Regions from separate parts of the Zeugodacus cucurbitae genome. Here region 1 is linked to region 2. Evidence: chromatin contacts called from public Hi-C data. All regions are on one chromosome and are shown on one strand. The core of a region is the stretch at or near the end of the contact, and the rest is flanking DNA. Distances in the headings are between cores, read along the strand shown.

Region 1 (6,231 bases), core at 2,617-5,116, 160 kb before region 2:
ATAAAATGCCATAACTAAGCCATAAATAAAGCTATGGAAATAAAATGTGGATGTAATTTTATGGGGAAGTGGGCGTGGCCTCGCCCCCAAATAGGTTTTTGTGTATATCTCGCAAACCAATAAAGCTATATAAACCAAACTTTCTACAATCGTTTCTTTTAACCACTTCTTAATACAGTCCAAAAATGAATGAAATCGGATAATAACCACGCCCACCTTCCATACAAAGGTTAGGTTGAAAAGTGCGTTAACTCACTAACGAAAAACGTCAGAAACACTAAATTTTACAGAATAAATAACAGAAAGAAGCTGCACTCAGATTTTTTTTACTAAATGGAAAATGGGCGTGGCGTCGCCCACTTATGGGACAAAAACCATATCTCAATCCGAAATTGAAATTCGGTATATAACATTTTCTTGACACCCTGATGACACGTGTGGAAAATGAATGAAATCAGTTCACAACTACAACAACTTCCCATATAAGCCATATAACATAATTCAGAGGATATATTTTTCTTCTAATAGTGTGTCTCTGTATCAGAAATGGTTAAAATCGGTTCCTAGCTCCCATAACCTAATTATAGGTTTTTTTTAAATCTATGGGCTTAATAGTGAAATCGGTTCAGGAATTACCTCAGCCCTCATATACTATATATGATTATTTTCGCTATTCTATTGGACTTTATGCTGAATATATGGGTCAAATTGTGTGTTATCTTAATAAAAATAAAGCATAAATTGCGAGAGTATAAAATGTTCGGTTGCACCCGAACATAGCCTTTCCTTACTTGTTTATATTAAAAATAATTCTAAATTATAAAAATGTCATTGTTTTCTCTATAAAATGAAATTTTAATTGTTGAAAATATTTATTTCAACAAAATTGCATTTTTAAAGTATTCACAGCTCCTATGTTCTACCTAGGAAAATATATCTACGTATTTGTAAAAATGTATCTACATATATATAAATATGTATATGTAAGAAATGTTTCAAAAATTGTCAACATATTTTTATTTAAATAAATTAAAAATTAAGTATTTTAATATTTTTTCAAATTAATTTTAAAAGGATTCACTAATAATATTTGTAAAAAAATAAATCTTAAAAATACTTTAATATATATATTAATCTTATGTAAGAAATTTTTTAACAATTATTTTTAAAACATTTTTTTTTTAATTATATAAATTTTATAATATTGTTAAATATTTTTTTAAAATAAGTATTTTAATTAATTAAAAACAAGTCTGCAAATTACATCTTCTAAACAAAGTCATCTTGTTTGTGAAATAGCAAGCATTTTATGTGGTTTTCTGAACAGTATTCCTGAAATTATTCTTAGTAGATGCAGTTACATACATATGTACATCTGAACAATTTCGCCTACCACAACCTTTATTTAACCTACCAGCCAAATTACCAAAACCAAATGAAACTACCTAAACGGCAACGCTGCTGTAAGTATGCACATATATATACATATACAGATAAGTATTCACGAGTGTTTTGTTCTTTCGAATTCGTCGTGCCAACACTCTGTCCGTTGGTATGTATTTGCGTTTATCGCGTCAACTGCGAGTTCGCTGACATCGAAAATAACGCAATGCTCGCAGTATCGAAGCGCACAGCAACGAATTAAGATGGACGATTTCATAGACGAAGTACGCAAAAGAGAATTTCTGTGGGATAGGAAGAAAATACCATTGGGTAGGCAACAACAAAAAATAACAGATAAGCTTTGGCAAGAAGTGGCTGACGCATGCAATATCTCAAGTGAGTAGTTAAATAAATGGATAAAAGAATTAAACAAAAAATATATATTCTAGTGCATATTTCCGTAGTTATAAACAATAAATACAGTGATGCTAGAAATTTTCATAGTTAGAACTCGTTTTTGGTTTGTGAGAGAGAGACATACAAAAGCGATTCGGGGAAAACACAACTGCGCGTAAATAAACAACGATGATTGTCATTAGCTTCTCTTATGTGTGTATGTATGTATGTAGTTGCGTTGTTGTTGAAGAAAACGCGAAGATCGTGCGCATTGCTTCTATACATATGTATGTATAGGTACATATATCGATATATGTTATCGATTACTTCATACGCTGCGTAAAACTAGTTTGAACCAATTTATAATATTTTTATAAGTGCTATATGATTATCATGAATAGTATTTGCTCATGAAGTTGATTTTGTTGTCGGCATATTAGACGATGAGTACCCGACACAGCGGTGATTATGTGAGTTCTAAACTTTATATATATGGATATAAAAAAAATAATATGAATACCAATAATTTTTTAAAACATTCACCATTCATTATTTCTAAACCCCCTTTCACTTCATACCACTTACAGAGTCCACAGCGAAAATTAAGTGGCGTAGTCTGCGCGATCAATTCTTGAAGGAATTAAAAAAGGTACCAGTCTACAATTCGGGCGAAAATTATTACATTGAGGAGCCTGAAAAACCGAAATGGACACATTTTAATAGTTTAATATTCTTGCTGAATACACATACACCTCGAAAACAAGTGATCGATATCAAACCAGAGTCAATAATCGATATACGCTCCACAGATTCGACGGATAATGACTGGGATGAGAGTAAAAGTCAAATCGAAGATATTGCAGCCTCACAAGAGTCACCAGTACTTGCAGACACATACAATCAACAGTTTCCGAGCATACGCAAAGTTTACACGCTCGACGAGGAGCATGAGCTCGCAAATGCCTCGCAAAGTGTGCCATTAGTACAATGTAAGGAAGAGTACGTTGTAGAGAATGCATGTGATGAGGGTAAAATTGAAATTGAATATGATCCACCACCTTTTGTTGCGGTCGCGCCACAAATGGCGGAACCGTTGTATACGCGGAATAAGCGACGCTGCGATGAAGAATACAACGAGACGACGTCGGCTACACCACAAATTCGCGATGAACTCTATAATTGTTCAAGTAAGAGAACGGCTACGGAGTTGGAAAAATCAATAGAGCTACGTACTTCTACGGAGGCGAGTGTGGATAATGAGAATTTACTGTTCTTCCGTTCACTTTTGCCTTATATGAATCGCTTGGACATTGTACAGCAGTTGCGCGTGCGCACACGTTTTCAGGAGATTTTAATGGATGAATTGGGCGCAAAGCATTAGTTATTAATATTGCATATTTTGAAAATATCACAATCTAAAGTCTACCATTTGTTAACTTGTAAATAAATAAACTGTTTTCCATTAAAAGCTCTGGGTTATGATTTATGGGTAAAATGTGTAAGTAACACCACATTTTATGTGTAATCCCCCTACTCTTTGAGTTATTGTCAAAAGTCCCTAATATCTTGTTAATAACTATATCTTTTTAAGCTTTCGACTCTGAATAGCTTCCGGGTTTTCAAGGAAAGCTTTGTCATAACAAGAAAGCTCTAGACGGCTTAATGTTAGAAGCCTCAAATATTTTTTTCAAATATGACAGCTTTTAAGCTTTCAATTCCCGAATTTTCAGGAAAAGTTTTGTGACAAGAAAGCTCCAGAGAGCTTAATATTATCTTCTGGAAGCTGACTTCCGTTGAAAATAAAACTCATAGTTTCAGATTTGTCTCGGGTAGGGTCTAAACCGACGTCGGCGCGACCGTTTGCAAAAGTTCAAAATGTGTTTGATAGTTAATATCAGAAGCTACAATTTTTTTGTTAAAATATATCAGCTTTTTAAGCTTTGGACTCTTGAAAAGTTTCCCGCTTTTTCGAAAAGCTTCTTCATAACTAGAAAGTTTTAGAAGTCCTAACAATATCTCCTGAAGGGTGATATCCGCTTAAAATACAACTTATAGTTTCAGATTGTCGCGTTTATGGCCTGACCTAACGTTCGGATAACCGTTTGCAGAAGCACGGAAGGGAGAAAGCTTTATTTCAAATCATTAACGTTAAAGCACGGAAAACAGGATAGTTGTTGTAGTCAGAATTAAAGTACCAGATCGTTGGAACTTTCAAAAACTCAGTGACAAGGTCGAGAAAAGTAAAGTATTTTGGACTCCTGACGTTTCCTTCTTAATCCATCTGCCGAACTTGTATAGATCGGAGATTTCAAACAGGAAAACATTCTCTCGAGACCATTGAAAGACACGCCATAAATATTAAGCTCTGAGGTATCCGATGATTTTGGGAAAGAGATGACGATTCATATTTGCGAATAAACTACTTTTTTAGATGGTTCATAGCGGATTATATGTTAGATATCATCTATATAACCTTGATGAAGGCATTGAAATGGTCAGCGGAGTACAAATTAGCCTCGATTTCACTATGCTTCACTCACAAAAAGTAAAAAAAAAGATATCAATGAAGGAATAAAATTGCTTGGATTAAAATAAGAATCCCTTCCCTGCTTGTCTTGGAATATTACCAATCCATGAAAAAATACATAAATTTCATACCGAAGATCTACATCGAAGAAGATACCGGTCTTCTCACGCAACCCTCACCATTTCATGTAAGTGCATATACGAACCTCCTGTACTGTCCGCACTGCCTTATCGACGCGCACAACACGTGAACGCCTAACCCACATGACGACGACTACTTTGTATGCCGTGCAATAATAATAAATGCAACGCTGTCTGCAAAATTTTGCAGTAACGCCGAGACGCGCATAAAGGTGCATGCGAGCGCCCAGGTTTAAAGTGCAGTTGTTTTGCAATGACTCAGTGTTGTTGTTGTTGGTGTTTTTCAAAGTCACAGCTGCCGCATGGAATACAAATTCAGCAATAACAACAACTTGTAAGTATACTAAAAAATATGCCATTACTATGCAGATTGAGTACGAGCTGCATGAGAGACAGAGAGTGCAGTTGAGCGAACGGTGGTGCATTTTGAGATGAGATGTATTAACCTTAAATGTGTATGTAGTTTGCAGACTGTTAAATCAGCTGTTTGTTTATTTTATTTTTTAACAGCGCGGTTAGTTTGCAGCGAGTGATTGAGCACATGAGTGCCGGATGTTAATGAGAGTTCTCTCTAGGTGAGAGTGAGCGCTGTGCATATAAATGAAGTATGTTATTTAGCCACTGTTATTAACAGTATTTTTTTAACAGTCACTGTAGCGAAGAAGTGAGATAGAGAGCACACAGCAACTGCCAATTGGGGAAGAGGGTTGAAAACTGCATGAAGTCACAAATACAGCTGTCATCGCTGCTGCTGCTGCCGACAGGATATTCGACCAGCCAGGATATTTTGCCATTTTACCATCAACAGCGGCAGGTCGTGCGGTCGTCGACAGTTCAACTTCAGTTTGCTGTGTCACAGTACGCAATATACAGTTCAGTCAGTTTATCGCCTTATGAAGCCGTGTGCGGTTGGTTGTAAAAATATCGTCTCCGTTCAGACAGTATACTTTTAAGACGGCAGCGTGCGGTTGATTTCAAAAGTTATTCGAGAATATTTAAATATATTTTGGGAAAAGGTGGAATAAATTTATAAAAAATAATTATTAATAAAAAAAATATATATTTTTTTTGAAAATAGCTTGTTCCACCTTTGTTATTCTACAACTCCAACTGTTCAAAGTGACGTCATACTTAGCATTCATGTTGACTTTGTGTGCTGTGAAATCGCCAATTTGTTTTTAACATTGCATTGTTAAACTAAGCGTGTACTCGTATGTTGGCGAGTGTCTTTGAAAATAAATAATATTTGAAATAAGAATTTGTGAAAATTGCTGATGATATGCGAATTGGCAAAACTGCAAGCACAACCAAGGTGACAACAAAATATATGAAAATAACAACAAACAAACTGTGTTGCAATAATTTAGCACTTTTGTTGTGTGGCAAGGCTTATGTGTGATATTTTATGTGTTTGTGTGTGTGTGGATAAGATCTTGGTGAAGCGACACTGTGTAGTATTTTGCAACTTTTGTGGGTTAAAATACAAACAAAAAGTATTAAAATAAATTGGAAAAAAGAATTTATATGCAAAAATAAAACAATAAAAAATTTAATATAAAAAGTGGAATCTTTTAAATAAAAAAATTAACAATAAATAAAATAGAATTGATAAGAATAAGATAATAAAAGGGAAAGGAAAATGGTATAAAAATTATTTTGCTAGTGAAAAATAAAAAAAACTTTTTTTTTCGAAAAAATATTACGAAAAAACTATAAAAAATTAAATTTATTATTTGTTTAATAAAAGCAAAAATTAAGGCTCATTTAAATATAAAGAAAGCAAAC
Region 2 (5,868 bases), core at 1,770-4,269:
TGTAGAAAAATGTTAACACCGGCATATACTTGGTCCGCATGAACACCACACCCGTCTTATGTTGTATCCACACACTTGTTTGGTATATGCCTTTTTTTGACGCTCCCTGACCTTTGGCTGATTTTATGGCATTGTAATGAAAAACTATACGTGTAAACCATTCGAAAAATGGTTTTTGGTAAATATCGCAATTACACGCACAAATGTGCGACTTGTAGAACAATTGCAGCAAAACTAAAAATAAATGTAAGAAAATTAAAAAAATATATATATTTTAATTAAATATATTACCTTTATATGCTATCAGATAGTTTGTTTAACTATACAACAGCCGTGTTTACATTGCCGATATTTTCCTTTAAGCTATGGACAGTTGAGGTTTTAGTTAAAAAAATCAACATTTTATATTTCCTTTTTGCCAATGTACATTTACGCTACAAAAACATTGAATCAAATACTGAAAATTGCTCTAAAAGCTTGTTATTTTGTATATGAGGATATTGGAGAAACTGCTGAAAACCACTTTTAGAAACCTGAGGATCCTGAAAAGAAAGAAAAATGCAATGATTTATTATAAAATATATTATATACGATTTTCTAATATATATTACAAATAAATTGTATGTATAAAGTGCAAAAAACTTTGTTGTAAAATAAATTTCTTCATTTTTATCGGCTTTTGCTGTTTACAGCAACAATTATCTTAGAACTTAACCTATAAAAAAGTATATAACGTATGTCTACAACAGCAATTCAATTAAAGAAAAATATGTTAAAAAATATAAAGACTGTTGAACTTGCAATTACACACGGTTTCACAGTGAACAACTGCTTACATATGTACATACATGTAGTGAAATATTGTACTATTGCCCGTTACTTTATTTTTACGACTATTTTACGCTTTTAGTTTTATGCACATAGATATTTCACAATTAATCATAACTAAAACTCTTCACTATTCAACTGCAAACACAGTTTAATAATTAATTTAATTTAATATTTTCACAAAAGCTTACTAGAAACCGCTTATACTGTACTACGTGCACAACAAAGTAACTTTACATTTACTGTCCCAAATACCGACTGCCCATCGCCTTATTGCATAGAATTGCTGACGACTTAGGGTGTCTGCAATATACATACATAATAATGTACACCGCACAACACTTCACTTATACTACCGTTTCAACAGGAATTAAAGATGAAGTAACGCGACAGTAACAGCGATAAAATTCACATGCATGTACGTTTGGAATACACTGAAAAACAGTTAGAAATAATTTTTCTTTTTTTGAACGAGATTTCGTAGTTCACAGGCTTATTTGAAAGCCAACCGTTCATTGCCCTTTGAGGCAGGGTACAACGAAATCTGCACACAAAGTCAAAAATTACATAAAAAATCGCACCAGGATTGCGTTATTTTTGTTTTTGCTATAAACGTGGCTACAACGCAAAACTGATACCACACCAGGCTATACTACTCGTGAGCAGCTGGTGCTCTACAATGTTGCACTCAATGTCATCGATTTTACACAGCACAACGTATGATATGTCAACCAAGCCTGCAGCCGAGCATACCAGTTTTATTGCATTCGCAAAATACAAGAACAACAAGCTTATATACGTCCTTTTTTTTACTCCTGCTTTAGCTCCCATTTCCGGTTACACAGATGAGCCAGTTTCCTGCTATCCTCACTGTGCAGTCACCCCATTACTTGGCTTTTACAGGCGACCAACATGTATATGGTACTGAGCAACAATGTTGCGCGACCGAGTTTCCTAGTTTTGGAGTAAAAATCAAGATGCTACACCAGTCTGCACATCTACAGTACAATTTTGTGTATGCGTATGTGTGCTTGACCGTTCACTGCAGCCCATGCTCAATAACGCATTGTTATATGCACTTTCACTCGGCACGAAACCACAACGGAAAATATTCTGTTGATGCAATCACACAACCGCATGAACAAATAATCGACTCTCCTGTGTTGTGTACTCCGGAATACATTTAAAAGAGCATGATGGCACGTGCTCGACAATATGTAGATTTCTGCACAATACCTTTTTGAGAGTTAGCTATTGCAAGCGAGTCCCATTCTCTCACGTATTCATTGCAGTTGTTTTCGTACACCAGCCCCAATGGACTTTGTAAAATTACTTTGACCGACATAATCAAAGCAGTCAGCGAAATAAACGCTTATTCCTTCGCTCTTTATATATTTTCGGCGCGAAAATTATTCCCGTTTTCAATGCGACCATTTTGAAGCTTCTACTTTCTATTACCTTGATGTATAAAAGTGAATAATAAAAATGCATTTTTAAGCGCTTTATACAATACATGTACCTACTAGTAATGTACATATGTAGAGACAAACTCACGCCTGTTACCCCACTATCCGCGAACGGGGAACTCGATTCGACCACATCATATTCTGCCCTTGCGAATTGCAGCTTTACAATAACAAAAACTTGTGCTTTACATCACCACACATTCGTTCAGTAAGAAAAAATATTTACAGTTGTTTTTTCTTATATTACACAATTAGGGAGTTATTTAAATTACCTGCTTGAAATTCAACTTAAAGCTGCATTAATTGCTACTTTTTTTCAACTTTTAAAGCCTTAATTCAAAGTATCCATTAATTTTTCACAACTATGTACTTCAATTGGAATCTACATCTTTACTTTTCGCTGCTACTGCTGTGCCTCTGTTTTCTTCATCTACTTTGTAGCAAATGACTTTGTCGACGTCGCTGCTATCAACATTGTTGTTGCCGCCATAGGTTTTGCTACCGCAGCTGTTACAGGCGGCAACATTGTTGTTTTTGATGCGCATACTTGTTTTTTCCAACCAATTCTTTGTAACTCCAGTACAAACTTGCGGATGCTTATAAATTAATTGTTTAATTGCAATCTAATTAAATAATATTAAATTTCTATTAGCACGTTCAATAAATCACGAGAATAATAAATGCGTACTTTATTTTAAACTATCATTCGCATTTATGTAAAGTTGTTGGTAACGCGAATATTGTATAAATAAACGTTGCCATCTAAACAAATGTAAATTGTAGACTTTGTAGACAATTTGGATTAAGAAATTTTAGATCAAAACTAATTTCAGACTAAATACATAAATTTTCCTTTCTTCCAGAAAGTTTTTTTAATTTTAAGCTTTATTTAAAATTATTCTGTTCAAATTACAGGAAATTTGTCTTTTGTCTAGAATTTAAAGATTTGATTTCAACATCACCGCGGTCTCCGAAAACTTACACAGTGTGGCAACATAGAAATAAGACTGGAGAAAGTTTGACGCACAATTTGACGTTTGGCACGGCACTAAACCCGGAAAAATAGGTTAGCAAACGAAAGACTGAATAATAATTAAACAATTTCATTAAACGCTTGTTATTGCTAGATATTATGACTACGGAGGATTTCTATTTGCGTTACTATGTTGGCCATAAAGGCAAGTTTGGCCATGAGTTTCTGGAGTTCGAATTTCGGCCGGATGGTAAACTGCGCTATGCCAACAACTCGAACTACAAAAACGACACAATGATCCGCAAGGAAGCGTTTGTACACCAGTCGGTAATGGAAGAACTAAAGCGAATCATTTTGGATTCAGAAATTATGGCTGAAGATGATTCACCATGGCCACCGCCGGATCGCGTAGGCAGACAGGTTAACAAAATATTTGTATTCTATATGTATGTAAACTTAATTATATACCTACTTTAGGAGTTGGAAATTGTCATAGGCGATGAACATATCTCCTTTACAACATCGAAAACTGGTTCGTTAGTCGATGTGAATCGTTCAAAAGATCCCGAAGGACTCCGCTGTTTCTACTATTTAGTACAGGATTTAAAGTGTTTGGTATTTTCACTCATTGGACTACATTTCAAAATTAAGCCAATATAATAGCAGTAGCATTAAAACTGACATGTGTTTATTTAATTTCCATTTTGTATTCGCAAAACTATATTATAACTCAATTAAAATGTAAACATACCTATAAACCCTGTGATTTCAATCAAAGTTTTCATGCGCGTTAAGGCAATAGTTAGGGCACTCGAATACGTTGAAACGAATTACAAAAGACGTATGGAATATATATATCTAACAGCTAACAGATTAGCCAAATGAGCAGCGTTTATTATAATTATTAGTATAATATTTTATATCGCTGTAGCAAAAACAACAAATTTATTAGTGTTTTATCAACACTTGGGTAAGTATCTCAAACAACTGGAGCCCCACGAAACGTGCTATTTCGATAGGGTCGGACCAAATGGAAAGTAGTGTCAGACGTGTTGGGTTGGGTGATTAGGTGAAGAAGGGACTCCGAAATCTTTGTTTTTGGCCTTTTTATAAAATAAAAAGTCTTCAAATGCATTTAATTTTATATAAATAAAACTAAAGTTGTTATTTTTCGATATGTTTTGTTATTTTCGCAAAAATTTATTCCAACACAAAATAGTAAAATATTAACATTATTAGCATTCAGTTTTTAACATAAGTAAAAATATAAGGTGACACTGGTTACATAAGGCTACTGCAGGTTGTATAAATTGTAATTTTACTGTTTTAAGACTGATGCATAATATGAAAATTAATACTTAATTTTATATATAATATTTTCAGTAGATATGTATGTTTATATTGCTAAAAATTTATTACTATATGCATATATATGTACATATGTAAGTAATAGACTGCGATTAAATGTAACATGCTTGTGCATTAGAGTAAATAAATGCAAATTCTCTGCACATATCCTATATATATATATATACTTTTTTTTGTAAATTTAAAAATTGTAACAATTTTGTATATACGTATCTAATATGAAATGCTTAACTGGTAAAAATTGTTTTCTAAATTTGTTTGTGGCTTTTGACGACGCATCTTAATAGCGCACGGGGCTAATTTCAGTCTTTGGGATACAATACGGGTTAAGTGTGTAAATGTAGAACGAATGAGTTGAAATATTTAAACATTATTGTTTTCACTAACACACTTTCAACTCATACATGCTTTCTTTACATATTTCTAAGTATTAAATATTAATATATACATACAAATGTATTGAAAAAAGTTTGCATGTAGTTATATATTAATAGATACAAATATTATAAATCGTACAAATAACTACATAAACATTAATACATGCTAATTTTTTTAAATTTCAATATAAAAAATTATAAAATTTATGCGCCTATAAAATATTCGTATATACAACGTTGTTGTGCTAAAGGAAACTTTTATAGAGTCTTATGCGTAAGTCTCAAAGTCATAATTGTGGTGGCAGCAATTGCTGTTGTTGTTGCTGCTGATGCTGTTGCTGCAATGACGAATGTGTATGCTGTTGTTGTTGTACAAAATTTGTTGTTGCTGCGCTCGTTCGCGGTTGCTCCATAAAGTAGTTGCCACCATTTTGATTGTTTGACAATAAATTTGGCGATATCTGTGGTTTATGTGGTTGTTGTGTTGTCAACGGTGTATATATTAATTGATTTTGCGACAGCTGACCTGGCGACACTTGTGCGGAGTTGACGATTAATGCTGAATTTTGTGTGCCCAACGTAGAGGTGGGTGTTGTCAAGGCGTCTTTTGGACAACCGATTGTCAAACGCACATGTAGCCCCGATTCCTTTATGAGATTGACTACATCACCATGTGACATACCGGAAATATCTATGCGATTAACAGCGATGATACGATCACCCACTTTCAGCTCACCACAACGATCGGCTGGACTGCCGGGTATCAATTTTCCTGCAAAAACAAGTAGAAGCCGCATTACAATCATTACACAATCCGTTTGAGCCGTAATATATAAATATTTCTGCCATACTTACC

Evidence for each region. A called contact is a pair of places that touch in the nucleus more often than the background predicts.
Region 1: a contact with region 2 is called in a Hi-C map of whole body, with 7 times the contacts expected there. The contact joins the promoter of LOC105214022 here to the promoter of LOC105214015 in region 2. A contact is called at or near these places in 2 of 2 Hi-C or Micro-C datasets (both in whole body).

What each region holds. Positions count from the first base shown.
Region 1 is chr6:26,820,517-26,826,747 of idZeuCucr1.2, reverse strand. It overlaps LOC105214022 (protein king tubby), which reads left to right and starts at 3,866. Exons shown (of 9, transcript XM_011187181.3): 1 at 3,866-4,780; 2 at 4,957-5,021; 3 at 5,095-5,462. LOC105214024 reads left to right here and starts at 1,556. Exons shown (of 2, transcript XM_054232974.1): 1 at 1,556-1,779; 2 at 2,367-3,247. The coding sequence starts at 1,647. The coding sequence ends at 3,160.
Region 2 is chr6:26,663,852-26,669,719 of idZeuCucr1.2, reverse strand. It overlaps LOC105214015 (protein O-mannosyl-transferase Tmtc3), which reads right to left and starts at 3,019. Exons shown (of 6, transcript XR_008471688.1): 1 at 2,567-3,019; 2 at 292-542; 3 at 1-234. LOC105214016 (protein mago nashi) reads left to right here and starts at 3,200. Exons shown (of 3, transcript XM_011187170.3): 1 at 3,200-3,360; 2 at 3,422-3,687; 3 at 3,745-4,025. The coding sequence starts at 3,427. The coding sequence ends at 3,927. LOC105214018 (membrane-associated guanylate kinase, WW and PDZ domain-containing protein 1) reads right to left here. Exons shown (of 7, transcript XM_054233047.1): 6 at 5,868; 7 at 4,459-5,784. The coding sequence ends at 5,300.